Linked DNA regions of Sus scrofa: region 1 is linked to region 2. The links are chromatin contacts, called in public Hi-C maps. All regions are on one chromosome and are shown on one strand. The core of a region is the stretch at or near the end of the contact, and the rest is flanking DNA. Distances in the headings are between cores, read along the strand shown. Region 1 holds the start of MPZL1 (myelin protein zero-like protein 1). Region 2 holds the start of MPC2 (mitochondrial pyruvate carrier 2).

The links. A called contact is a pair of places that touch in the nucleus more often than the background predicts.
Region 1: a contact with region 2 is called in a Hi-C map of embryonic fibroblasts, with 1.9 times the contacts expected there. The contact joins the promoter of MPZL1 here to the promoter of MPC2 in region 2. A contact is called at or near these places in 5 of 47 Hi-C or Micro-C datasets (embryonic fibroblasts, fibroblasts, heart right ventricle and 2 more) and 1 of 2 datasets of contacts at active chromatin or transcription factors (alveolar macrophages).

Annotation. Positions count from the first base shown.
Region 1 is chr4:83,307,889-83,314,720 of Sscrofa11.1, reverse strand. It overlaps MPZL1 (myelin protein zero-like protein 1), which reads left to right and starts at 5,101. Exons shown (of 6, transcript XR_002343361.1): 1 at 5,101-5,388.
Region 2 is chr4:83,066,266-83,072,467 of Sscrofa11.1, reverse strand. It overlaps MPC2 (mitochondrial pyruvate carrier 2), which reads right to left and starts at 2,554. Exons shown (of 6, transcript XM_003355070.4): 1 at 2,309-2,554; 2 at 1,876-1,986. The coding sequence starts at 1,984. It overlaps DCAF6 (DDB1- and CUL4-associated factor 6), which reads left to right and starts at 2,750. Exons shown (of 19, transcript XM_021089469.1): 1 at 2,750-3,180. The coding sequence starts at 3,084. MIR9810 (microRNA 9810) reads right to left here and starts at 2,105; the gene lies at 2,011-2,105.

The sequences.
Region 1 (6,832 bases), core at 3,852-6,351, 240 kb before region 2:
GTTCAAAGCACCACTTTTCCAGCTTTGAGAATTCCCATCTCTGTATTTTTCCTCAAACTGTTTTCACCTAGAAAATCTCTCTCGCTCTCTTTTTTCCATAAATCCCAAACTCTAACCTTCCCTCCCCAAATCCCTTAACATTTAAAACCAATTGTATGCAGTATATAATTGGGTTGTAGTCTTGTCTCCTCTAATCATAACTTACTGGCGGACAAGACATCAACAGCAGCACTGAATACTAATTGACAACCAGTTGGTGCCTGGTTGTCCCCATATCTTCAAGGCATAGCTTATTTATTTAAAATTTTTAAATACTTAGCATTGAGGCTTTTGCTAGCAAAGCTAGTGCTCAGTGAATAATTGCTGAATGACTGCAATTCATTTCAAATCCCTTAAACATACAAATTTTGGTACTTGGACGATCAGTAATTGCGCATTGTCACTCTAGCAATTAACTAACCAGATAGGAAACAAGGAGACAGGGTGACTATCCTAAACAGATCTCTTTTAAAATTTGATTCCCTACACCATTCATTCATCAGTTTATTCATTCATTTGATGGCTATTCATTCAACAAACATTTAGAAGCACTATGTGCCACACTCTAAGTTGTTTTTATGGCTTGACAGCAGTAAATTATAGTTCTGGAGCTCTACCATTCAGTCACTACCCTTCTTTGTTTTATTTGAAACTGTCCTAACTTGAGTTCTCAGTCCTTCTTAGGGCCCAGGGTAGGGTGGATAAAAATACACTTTAAAAATGTTTGTTAGTTCTAGATGCCTGCACAGATTATTCATCAGAACGTAACTGGAAAACAAATGGCCCTGGACATTTAAAAATTTTCTGTTTCTCTAGAGAAAGGGGAAACTACAAAATAACTTCCTTAGGTAAAATAATGTAACCACTTTAGATTTCTGAAAACCTCCATGGCTTTTCATAAGAGGTCTGTCTCTATGCTCACTTTCCCCACTGGAATTTACCGCAGTTATCATTTTATGGTTTCTTCTTTCTTCCTCCTCCTTCTCTCTAGTCATTGAAAGTATTCATTTTTTCCACTGCCGGTGCCACCAGAATATCTCATTTGCTCTCCCAACAATGATACAGGAAGACTGAGGGTAACAAAACTTAGGCTCTCCATTGCCCAACTCAGAGTGAGAAATGCCTCTATCATGGTAGGAGGATTGTCTGCGATGCCTCTTCCGAGGCACTTCCTTCCCTCATAGGTGAAGCAGAAGTAGTACTTAGGTGGTTGCAGGGCACAGGGAGATTGAGAACCTTGAGGAGTATTTTATCCCCGCCACAGGAAATGAAGCAGCCTGGTGACATACCTTCTCCTATACAATGAGCCATAAAGACCCCATCACTCATATTCCCCAATTTGGTGCCTCTGTGCCCAGGGACCCCAGAGACACTAGAACTCTATCAGATTTTCAAAAATGTCCTAGCAAAAATGCCACACTTTTCCTGGACGAAGATATTTTCTCTGTAGAAATGTTCAAGAAACTAATTTAGCTCCAGGTAAATCTTTCTCAGCATGGCCTGGGATTCATCTTGGACTCGATCTGGTAGTCATTCAATCTCAGTGTTCCTGAAATGGCTTGTTATCACCACCTGCAGATCACACAGCATTCCAATTTTCCCCTGGCCACAGATCTTAAAAGACAAGGCAGGAGAGAATGCCAGGAGAGTACAGGAGATGGAAGAGAATTCTACCACAATCACAAAGATGTTTGAAATTTTGGTTCCTGTCATTCTCTTCTAACTTCTCCCATTAATTCCAGGTCTAGAAGATTCTCCCCATATATATTTGCCAAAACTAGCTGCTCCTGGGTGCCTCTTACCTGGTCTCTACTGAGAGAAAATTTAAAGCCTTGAGATGTTCGCAAGGCAACCCCGCTCCTCACTAGTGCGTTTATTGTCCATTGTCCATCTCACGAAGCAGGAAGTCTGTGAGGCTGATGGATCTGCACATAGATCCTACTTAGCTGATGGATAATCATTATCAGAGAGGACTCTGCACGTGATTTTCCTTCTTATTGACTCTGTGGGGAAAATTCTCCCTAAGGAGACCATTCCTTTCCAAGGCAGCAGCCCATCAAAACGGACCTTCCCACCTGATTGTGATTCATTTGATTCTGGTTGTATTGTCTGGACTGAGTGAGCTAGAAATAGCTTCCAGGGAGGTATCTGAAGAAGAGGAGGTTTGTTGAGTAAGACCCTCAGGCTCACAGTAGTGGCTGAAATCCAGAGGGTTTTTTGTTTGTTTGTTTTCCATTTTCTATCTCTACAGAAGGATCAGAAACTACAATGTGGAGATCCTGTTGTGACTCAGTGGTTAATGAATCCGACTAGGAACCATGAGGTTGTGGGTTTGATCCCCGGCCTCACTCAGTGGATTAAGGATCTGGCGTTGCCGTGAGCTATGGTGTAGGTCACAGACACGGCTTGGATCTGGCGTTGCTGTGGCTGTGGTGTCAGCCGGCAGCTCCAGCTCCAATTAGACCCCTAGCCTGGGAACCTCCATATGCCACGGGTGCAGGCCTAGAAAAGGCAAAAAGGCAAAAAAAAAAAAAAAAAAAAAAGAAAGAAACCACAATGTAAGGACTATGCTAAAGCAAAGTGGCATTTTTTTTCCTTTGTAACTTATCTAGATTAACTTAATAAACCATTCATGTGTTCATTCAACAAATATTTTATTAATAATGGTCTGATATTGTTTAGTGTGGTAACACTTTGCCACCATGGCAGGCCTTCAACTTCACATTAGCCCTTCTCTTCTTCCCTGGGCTCCAGGCCTAGGTATCCAACTGCCTTCTGATTGACCATCTGGGTCTTCTCAGCACCTGAAGCTGTGTTCAGGGCCCTGCTTATTAGCTTTCCTCCCAGACCAGGTTCTCTTTCTGGGTTTTTAGTCTTGGTTAACTGCCAGCATCATTCTCCACTCTGGCTAGAAAGTGGAGGTCACATCTGTCTTTGCTTAAACTTCCCATCCAATTTATACCCAGTCTTGTCATTCTGAATGGTTTTTCCAATAGTCCGCTCCATCATCACTATCAATAACTTATTTTGTACTCTCCTCACTCTTGCCTTGTCTGTTGCAGGGGTCACCCTTTTAATACATGGGTCTGAATTTGTCACCTCCCTGTCATCACTACACACTGCCTACAGAATAAAGACAATCCAAGGCTCTTTAAAATATAACCACAGCCTGCTTTTCCAGTGTTCTCTCCTACCCTAAAACCCCTGAAGTCCCAAATCACACAAGCTTAATCCACTATTCCTTTACACCTAGTACTTCTTTCTTGTGTCTGAGTTGACTTTTCCTGTTTCCCTCTGGTGAAACTTTATTCACCCATTAAAATCCACCTCAAATGCTACATCCTCTGTGCATCTTTTCCAGACACCTCATGGGCCAGTGGTTCTCAGAAGAGAGAATATGTGTGTTGAGATACATCACAGTCAGTGGAGAAGCTTTTCACATTACATGTGTTTTTGAGAACCTCATTGTCCCTGCTGGCCTTAGGTCTCTCCTTTATTTGATCTCATAGAGCATGAAAAAAAATCTCATTACGTACTTGCTTGCTACACTGACTAGTAGACTGTGCTTCTTCAGAGTAAAGTCTAGGTATTGTACATCTACAGCACATAGTAGTTGCTCACTTAATGCACTTTTTTTTTTCTTTTTGTCCTTTGAGGGCCTCATATGGAGGTTCCCAGGCTAGGGGTCAAATCGGAGCTACAGCTGCAGGCTTACACCACAGCCACAGCCACAGCCACATGAGATCCAAGCCATGTCTGCAACCTATACCACTGCTCACTGCAACGCAGAATCCTTAACCTACTAAGTGAGGCCAGGGATCAAACCTGAGTCCTCGTGGATGCTAATCAGATTCATTTCTGCTGAGCCACGATGGGAACTTCCTTAATGCACTTGTATATTAGTATTCTTTCCAACCTATGGCATTCCAGAAACACTTCATAAGGTCATGCTGAGTGAGAAATAGATTGAAATGGTCCCTCTCTCTCTTTGTAGTTTTCAGTTTTCTCTCACTAGTGCTAAAGTAATTATTATGAGTTTGTGGTACTGCAAGGCTAGCAGGCTAAAACAGCAACAAATCAGGAGAGGTGTTACTAAGATTGACTTTAGACAAAATCCTGAAATGAGAGGCTGCATTTAGGTCCTCTCACCACGCTCTTCCCCCACTCTCTCCTAACTGCCTAGTACTTGTTTTCCTCACTCACACTATTGGCCTCCTATCTGGGTTTTTCCTTTTCTTCCTTCACCATCATCTTTCTTGTGCTCTTGTCTCATTTCTCTCTTTCATGGGCTACTCTCAGAAGGACCCTTCCAAACACTTTATTTACTGGGCAACCAATAAGTTGCAGACATTGTCCTGGGCCAAGATAACCAAGTGGAGCCGGCTCAGGCAAGGCACTTCCGAGTCAGGGTGGAGAACTAACCAATTTTTTATTGATAAATTAAGGGACATTTTGTTGATAAAAGCAAAACAAACAAACCCCCCATTCATTTGTGCTCTAGGTTGCAGGAAAGTGTTCTCAGTTCCTGACCCTTCTTAAACCAAAAGGAGGGCCTCCTAAGAAGGGAGTCAGACAAGATGGAGACTTCTTTTTAAGCTAGTAGATTTTTCAAATTGCAACACATAAATTATCTGGTCCAGGCAAAGGACACGCCTCGGGAAGCAGGGCAAGCGGGGAAACGAGTTCTATCTGGAAGTCTGAATCAGAAGTCTCTCCCCATTGTACCCTAATCCTTCTTTTCTTTTTCTTTTTCTTTTTTTAATTTAGTAAATGAACTGCTTCTTTAGGTGAGGCTCAGAGAAACGGAGAAGAGCTGAAACAGGCGAGGACAGATAATGAGATCTGGGGGGTTGGACCCTTAGAGAGGCAGAGGAGAAAGGCAGGCGGCAGCCACGCAGGCAGGCAAAGGGCTTGGCGGCGGTTCCCTCGGACAGCCGAGGACCTCCAGCGCCTGGATAAGGAGCCAGGGTGGGACTGAGGGGGGCGGGGCTACACCTGGGGGAGGGGTGATGGACAGTAAGTGCCTTCCAATCCCGTCCTTCAAAGGGCGCGGGGCAGGCCAATGAGCAGGCAGCTGGAGCCGAGGCCGCGGCGGAGGGCTGGCTGGCTGCGCCTGGGGCCGCGAGCGGGGAGCGCGGCGTGGAGGTGCCAGCGGACGCGGGTGGCGGCGAGTCAGGCTCCTTCAGCCCCGAGCAGAGCTAACCACAGTGGGGACCGGGGCCCGGGGGTGCGGCGGCTGCGGCTGCAGCGAGAGGACGATGGCAGCGCCCGCCGGGGCCAGGGCACTGATTGCAGCCCCAGACCGCGGGCGCTGGCTGTGGTCGGTGCTGGTGGCGGCGCTCGGACTCCGTGAGTGTTGCGGTGGCGGCGGGGGCTTGGGGCAGGGTGGCGGGCCCTGAGCTTGAGGGGCGCTGAGGTGGGGAGGGGGCGCGGCCTACGCGCTCTGGGGCTGGGGGAACCGAGCCGGCGGGCGGGGACCGCGGGCCCCGCTACGGGCAGAGGAGGCGCGGAGCTTCTTTCTTCTTCCTCGGTCCCTGCGTGAGGAGGAAGGGGGAAAAACTCCCTACCTTGCTCACTCCTGGGGGAATCTGTCTGGAGAGCAGGCCCGACGGGCGGCTGCATCGCACCCTCGCTGATTCGCCCACCTTCTCCGCATGGTGACTTTGGGTCGCCTGGGCCCGCCTGGAATTCCGGTTCAGGAACCCGGGCTTCTGGCGTTCTCCACCTTTGGGAGGTGGCGGAAGGTTGCAGGTTTTTCATTTGTAGGGCCTTTGTTGTTTGTTCCTCTGTTTTAAGCAATTTTTTTTTTTTTTTAACCTCGTAAAGTACCCATTTTTAAGCCTCTGAGATAGAAGAGTCCCGGAGCTTAATTTGGCTTATCTCTGGGGTCTGCAGAGCACCAAGAAGAAATTTACATTACTTTTGGGTGAGAATGCAGAGTTGGAAATACCACTGGAATGACCTGGTTTAAGAGTTCGGGCAAATCCATAATCATTCGAGACATCGTCACCATTTTTTGACAAGACATAGGACATTAAAAGGCACATTTTTCTTTTATCCAAAAAAAAAATCCTTTTTTTCCTTGCTAGATTTCGTGAGTGAGGCATAAGGTAAACCTGAGACTGGACTGATTGAATTGGATGAGTTCTTTTAGGGATATCCGCAGTCCCCCATAGGCGTTTGTGTGTGTGTTGTTCAAAGCAGAGTACTTGTTGCTGTCTGAGAATGTGGTTAAGTAATGGTTATAAAGAGGGCCAACTCCTAAGAACCCATGGAGACTTGTTCATTTCTTTTGTTTTGCAAAATGTCAGTTGCCTCACAGTATCTGAACATGAGTATACTCAGTAATTAGTTTCATGGAAAAGTCCTTAATGTAATCTTTGGAAAATATCTTTTTTTTTTTTTTTTTTAATGGCTGCACCCACAGCATATGGAAGTTCCCGGGGCAGGGACTGAATCCCAGCTGCAGCTGAGGTTGCATCTGGGGCAATGCTGGATCCTTTAACCTACTGCACCTGCGGGGGGATGGTACCTGTGCCTCTAGACACCAGGGCAGCTGCAGCTGATTCTTAATCCACTGCACCAGGTAGGAAATGCCAGGAAAAATAACATTTAATGAATGGTTCCATGAACTATAAAGTCTAATTGTAAAAGTCCCCCACCCTGTGGAGATTGATAGGTGAAGATGTACTTTGTACATATAAGACAAAATTCATTATGTATAAATGTCTCTTCTGAGGTTTGTTTTTTTTGTTTGTTTTGTTTAAATAAAAGGGATTTCCCATTGAGGCTC
Region 2 (6,202 bases), core at 1,305-3,804:
CTTCATTTCTACATTGGTGTGCCTACAACTTTTTAATCAAATCATTTTGCACTGATACATATACTTACTCTGTATACTGGTGAAAAGCTTAAGAGGGCACAAATACTAACATTTATTGAGTGTTGAAGTGCAAACACTGCTACATGTTTTACAGACAATACCATCACTTGATTTTCACAACAATCCTTAAATGGTGATGATTATTATCTCCATTTTATAGATTAGAATTAAGGATTGGGGGATTTAAGGTCAGGGTCACAGAGCCAAGATTCAAACCCAGGTCAAGGTGGCTTCAAAGCCCATGCTCCTTCCACTACACTGAAAAAAGGTTTACAATAACTTTTATTTTGAAAGTTGAATAAAGTATTATAAACAATGATTTTAAGTGGTTAAAACCAAGGCCTTGGAAAAGATCACTACAGAACTACCCTCCAATTCAGTTTTAAAGTAGTTTAAAACTCCTCTGTCTTTATCCTACAGCCCAAACACAAAGCTTAACAATGGTCAGGGTGGACTCCATAGAATTCTGTTGAGTCTAAAACCCAGATTATTACAGAAGTGTTGCTCAACTCTCCATCCGAAAATCTCTGCCACGAAACAGCACAATTCCAAAAAATTGAGTGTTAAAAAAAAAAAAAAATCAAAAGATAAACAAACTGAAATTCTTTATCAACAAAAACCTCTCCTTAAAAACCAATTTTATAAAGCATACAATACTGCAATAAATTACATTATACTAAAGTAAAATTCCAAGATACAATTCATTCCATTATCAAACTGGAAATCAGATTTAGTAACCATCTCAGACTTCCAAAAGCTGCTTCAGTCAGATATATGACTTAGACAGCTTTCCTAATGACACCAACTGCAGAGATAGATTTAGATAGTAGGAAAAATGGGCCGCTTTGGAGTTGTACTCAGTCTTTCCATTTATAATACATTTTCTCCTTTGCTAAGTCTGAGGCTCAAAAGTGAATTCAGAATATATCTGGTTTTAGTTCCCAGCCAAGTAAGTATTATTACTAACCATTTTATAGACAATGTAACAGAATTCTGGACCTTAAATTGAGTTGGAGGAATTAGGAATCTTCCAGTTTCTTATAGAATTATTTTTTTTCAACCACAAGAACATTGTTTTCCAATAGGTTAAAGAGGGGGCTAGTATTTATGGAGAATTTATAAAGAAACAGACACATATGCTATCTTTAACTCTCACATCGATCAGATTTTACAGAAGTTAAGATAAAAGATTTCGCCCAAGGTCACACCTATAGTAAGCAAGCTGAGCAGAATTAAATCCAGGTCCGTCCGCACAAAAAGGTCTAGGGAGAGCTGGTTTAGTAGTAATTTAATAAATAAGGTTAACTTTAAAAAAACTAGGCCTATGGGACAAGGAATGACACTGACTCAGAAACCCGGGTAACACATCTGCAGGCCTGTCAGCTGGAGTTTGAGGAAGTACGACCTTTACTCTAAATCCGCCGGTGCGGTACGACAGCTCTTCTCCGCGTGGGTCAATATACCACTACTCTTGGAGGAAAAGAGGAAATGAGGTTTCCTAATGGCCCAAGACCCTTTCCTGGCCGCAGAAACGGAGAAGGATGAAACCCAGAGGCCTGGTCCGGGTGTGAATGGTGCCTAAGGGATGAGGTGCAACCAAGGTCGCAAAGGGCGCTTGCTTGAAAACTAGGAGTTGATGAAAGATGCTGGAAAAGAAAACGTGAAATGCAAGAAAGAGTACACGGTTTCACTTAAAGGGAAGGGGATGGGGCTGTGGGTGACGCCTCCAGCGGCAGAGTTGTCAGCGGGCCTCTAAACGTCTCTTAGAGGGACGGGGAGGGAAGGACTCGGTGAGAGCCACTCTGGGTTCATTACCTGCTGGGTGGTTGTACAACGGCCTCAATTTTTCAGGCAGTAGGAGCTCCACTTTATCGAGAACCCGGTGGTAGGTGGCTCGCAGGCCCCGGGCGCCGGCGGCTGACATTTCTGCGGACGAGTGATCGTGGGCAGTCGGAGTGAGGGGAGAGTGGCCGCGTGCTCGTCCCTGGCTGACAATGAAGGGCACCTCGTCACTCTCCCCTGCCTCAACGCCTCTCGCCCTCCTCTTCCTCCGGGTGCCCTTCCCGTAGCTCTGCCTGACCTCTTTCCAACTACCCGCGGGCCCGCACCCAGAGAAGGTGGACGGGGCGGAGACACTGCGATGGCCCGCCCCCAGCCCGCCTACTGGCCTCCCACCGCCTAAGAGGAGGAGGGGTCATGGAAACAGGTGGCAAAAGGATTGCCTCACCGAATCAACCTCGCGTCCTACCTGTAGTGCGCTTGCGCAACTAGAACTGTCCGCGGTGATTGGCCAGCCCCGAGGCGCGGGCGGGGTCCAGAGCAAACCTCCAATTTCTCCTTGCTGCCCTGGAGGCCATGTTGGAGAAGGGAAAGTGAAGCTGCACCGCTTCTGATCCCCTTTCACTTTGGTTAAGGAGGCCCCTAGTTAAAATGGGCTTTTCGGGCCTTCCCGTGCCCCGACTAAAGATGACGCCGCACAATTCTCTTGCTTCCTTTGGAATGAGACTCGTGAGCGAAAAACTTCTGATTTCAACTCCTTCTCCCTCTAGTCCTCATTTATCCAAAAAGCATAAAGGATTTGGCTAGAGTGGTCTGAACCCATTTTTCTAGGGTAAGGGCAGCGTTGGCGCACACCTGCCTCAGTCCCCAAGGTGGTCGTTATCTCGCGAGAAGGCTTGGAAGGGAGGGTGTAGAGAACGAGGAGAGGGAGGAGTCGAGGCCGCTTCCGCCTCCTCGGTCTCCTCCTGTTGGAGGGGGGCCGAGGGAGGGGACTGTTGCTGATCTCTGGATGTTCTGGGTAGTCTGAGAGGGAGAGTATGAGGCGAGCTCTGGCCCGGGTGCGGCCAGGCTTCGGGGGCGAAGGCGCGCGGGTCGATCCTGCCGCCGCCATCTAACTCGCTGCGCCCGCGAGGCTCGGCGCGCGGATGGTGCCGGTGCGGCTGGGGTGTTGAGCCGCGTGTCCCCTCCCCTTCCTCCCCTCCCCCACGCGGTGGTCTCCCCTCCTCCCCCGGCCCGGCAGAGCCATGTCTCGGGGTGGTTCCTGCCCACACCTGTTGTGGGACGTGAGGAAAAGGTCTCTCGGGCTGGAGGACCCCTCCCGGCTGCGGAGCCGCTACCTGGGTGAGCAGGGGCCCCGGGGCGGAGGCGCTGAGGTCGCCGCCCAGAGGTGGGGGAGGGGGCCGCGCCGCGGGGGCTGTTGGAGGTGGGATAGCGCCTGGTAGGGGTCCCCCGGAGACTCAGGGATGCTGGGTGGACCTCGGCCGTCGGATTCTGCGCCCGTGTCCTCCCACGGCCAAGCCTCCCCTTTGCATGCTGCCAGCCGCCGCCCTTGCTGGGTTTTCCTCGGGGGGTCGGACCGGGGGCAGACAGTAGTGGCTAAGGTTGGTGTTAGGGTGGCTTCTGGAGTGGGACTCGGGAGAAGACTTGTCGAACCTCCCGGTGCTGCAGCGTTTAGAGCAAAAGTTGGCGCTTTAGCTCTTCTCCAGCGCTGTCCTCGCTCCGCCGAAGGACCTAAGTTTGTGTTGACCGCCGCTCCCCTACAGTCTCGGGAGGGCTTAGGTGTCGCCAGTGATGCGTTGACCACCCTCGGGGACTTTACGCTCCAAACAGACTCTATGTAAACTGTCCTGCGGCTCCGAGCCAAACCTAAAAGTGATAGCTGAGCTCTCCCCACCCCCGCGCGCATTCCCAGTTGGACTCTGGTGTTCAGTCGTTTTGACCGCTTTAAGGAGGTGTAGGATTTCACGTTCCCATTCCCCCCCTGTGAAACACACTTGGCATTTACTGTTTCTTAGTTAAGCTTTCTAAAAACAACCTTGATACTTGAGGGAACAGTATTACACTTTTTTTTCGTTTTGGGGAAAGTGGATTTGTGAGGATTCTGGGTCACGCCTGAGCTAAAAGTGGACGGATTTAGTAATTTATTTTATTTCTTCCTCTGCAAATCTTTTCATTACTCTTTTAATTTTTCTTTGAATTTGAAAATGACAGCATTAATTTTTTTCCAATTCTGTCGCTTTTTGCTAGGTATTTTTTGATGTTATTTGGTTTTGCCTTAGAATCAAAAGAAAATGACATCTCATTACGCCTAACAGTTCTGGTTTGTGAATTATTTGAGAAAAGTTAGCAAGCATTTTTTTCCCTTGCTCTTGTTTTTTGGTGTCTCAAGTGACATGAATATGTTCTCCTTGTAAAAACTTAGTAAGAATGAAGCAAAAATCCTTATTATTCCTCCCATTCCAATTTCACACACACACACCCCCTTAGAGAAGTAACAGTGTTGTTTCCTGAATAGTCTTCCAGACCTTTTCCTTTGAATTAACAAGCACATGTGTACATGTTGGAATTCTTTCCATGTCAGTAAAAATAGATCTATTCAGCTTTTTAAACTATTGCATAATATTTAACAGTATGAAGGTGTCATGGTAGACTCAGCCCCCCCCATCACCCCAACAGCACTACAGTGGGAATATCCTGGTACAAGCTTTTTGTGCATTTGTTCTAGGATAAGTACCTGGAGTGGTGATTAATCATTTTAAAATTAAATATCGGTAAAGAGTGCTTTTAAAATCATTAACCTAAAAAGATGTGCAGTATTTCTTTTAATATTTACTTGCAGAGAAAGAACTTTAACACTGTCCTGCATGAATGAATTTACATTTGATCCTTTATCTCAATTAGTTGGAGCATTTAAATAAGTAGTACTTATATGCAGGTTTATATATTAATGCTTCGTCTGGTTCAGTTCAGCTGTATCTGTGATAGAGTCAAAATATAATAAAACTATATGTTTTCTTTTTCTCTTCCTCTTTTAGCTCCCTAATGAGAGTGGCGTTTGTGTCTTGGGTGGAGGGGGAATTGAGTAAGATTCCACTGTTTATTGTTGAAAGTCTAAATTACAGATTTTCAAATATATGTATATTCATACAGAGAATTCCATGTTATATAATATTTTAAATGTGTTAGTAATATATACATTATAATTAGCACATTCTTGGAGCAGCTTCCTTAAAAGTGGTTTTTTAAGTATTTGAAAATAGCTTGTAATTTCTTGGCCTTAGGAGACCATCTTTACACCTTGCATTTATCCAACTCTTCCACACTCACAGTGCTAATTTTGGCTTACCATCCAGGAAACAGAAAAATCCATATTGATAGTGGCTGAATTAATGAGATGTTTAAAAAAATGATATTTCGAAGTACATTTATAAGGTCTTCTTTTTAAAAAGTCCAAGTCCAAGAGTTTTAAAAAGTAAATATATTTCTTTTTTGGAGACTTCAGTATTTAAATATTTTGATTGTTTATCTAGAGTGGTGTAGATGAAATATTTTTCTAATTTCCATTTTTTGTATTTCTGGTAATGAATTACTTCTAAATAACAGTAAAATTGGGATGGAAGGAATTGACAGATTTTTCTTTTCCTTTTTTGTGTGGCTTTTTGTCCTTTTTTAGGGCTGCACCCGCGGCACATGGAGGTTCCCAGGCTAGGGGTCTAATCTGAGCTGTAGCCACCGGCCTATGCTACGGCCACAGCAGTGCCAGATCCTAGCCTCGTCTGCGACTCCACAGCTCCGGCAACGCTGGATCCATAGCCCACTGAGCAAGGCCAGGGATTGAACCCGCAACCTCATGGTTCCTAGTCGGATTCGTTAACCACTGAGCCACAACAGGAACTCCTACAGGGTTTCCTTATAACAGACACATTTCAAGTTAACCATAGCATGTGTCTTTTCAATAGTAGTATTCAAGCTTTACAGGTGATTTCTCTTTTGTAATTAAGAAAAAATTTTTACAGGTAGTTTTATTTAAATGTCATTAATTGCTTTTTTTCCTCCAATCAAAGAAAATTACAGTTCACAAAATATCCTTTTATATTGTGGGAATGAAAAAATAAAAGGAGTTCCGTCGTGGTTCAGTGGTAAGAACCCAACCGGTACGTGGGTTTGATCCCTGGCCTTGCTCAGTGGGTCAAGGATCTGGCATTGCCGTGGCTGTGACGTAGGCCACCTGTATCCCTGATTTGAGGCCTAGCCTGGGAACTTCCCTATGCTGTGGGTGTGGCCCTAAAAAGACCAAAAAAAAAAAAAAAAAAAAAAAAGTTGGAATGAAGATAATCAATTTGTCCTATGTTATTTCGGCAAA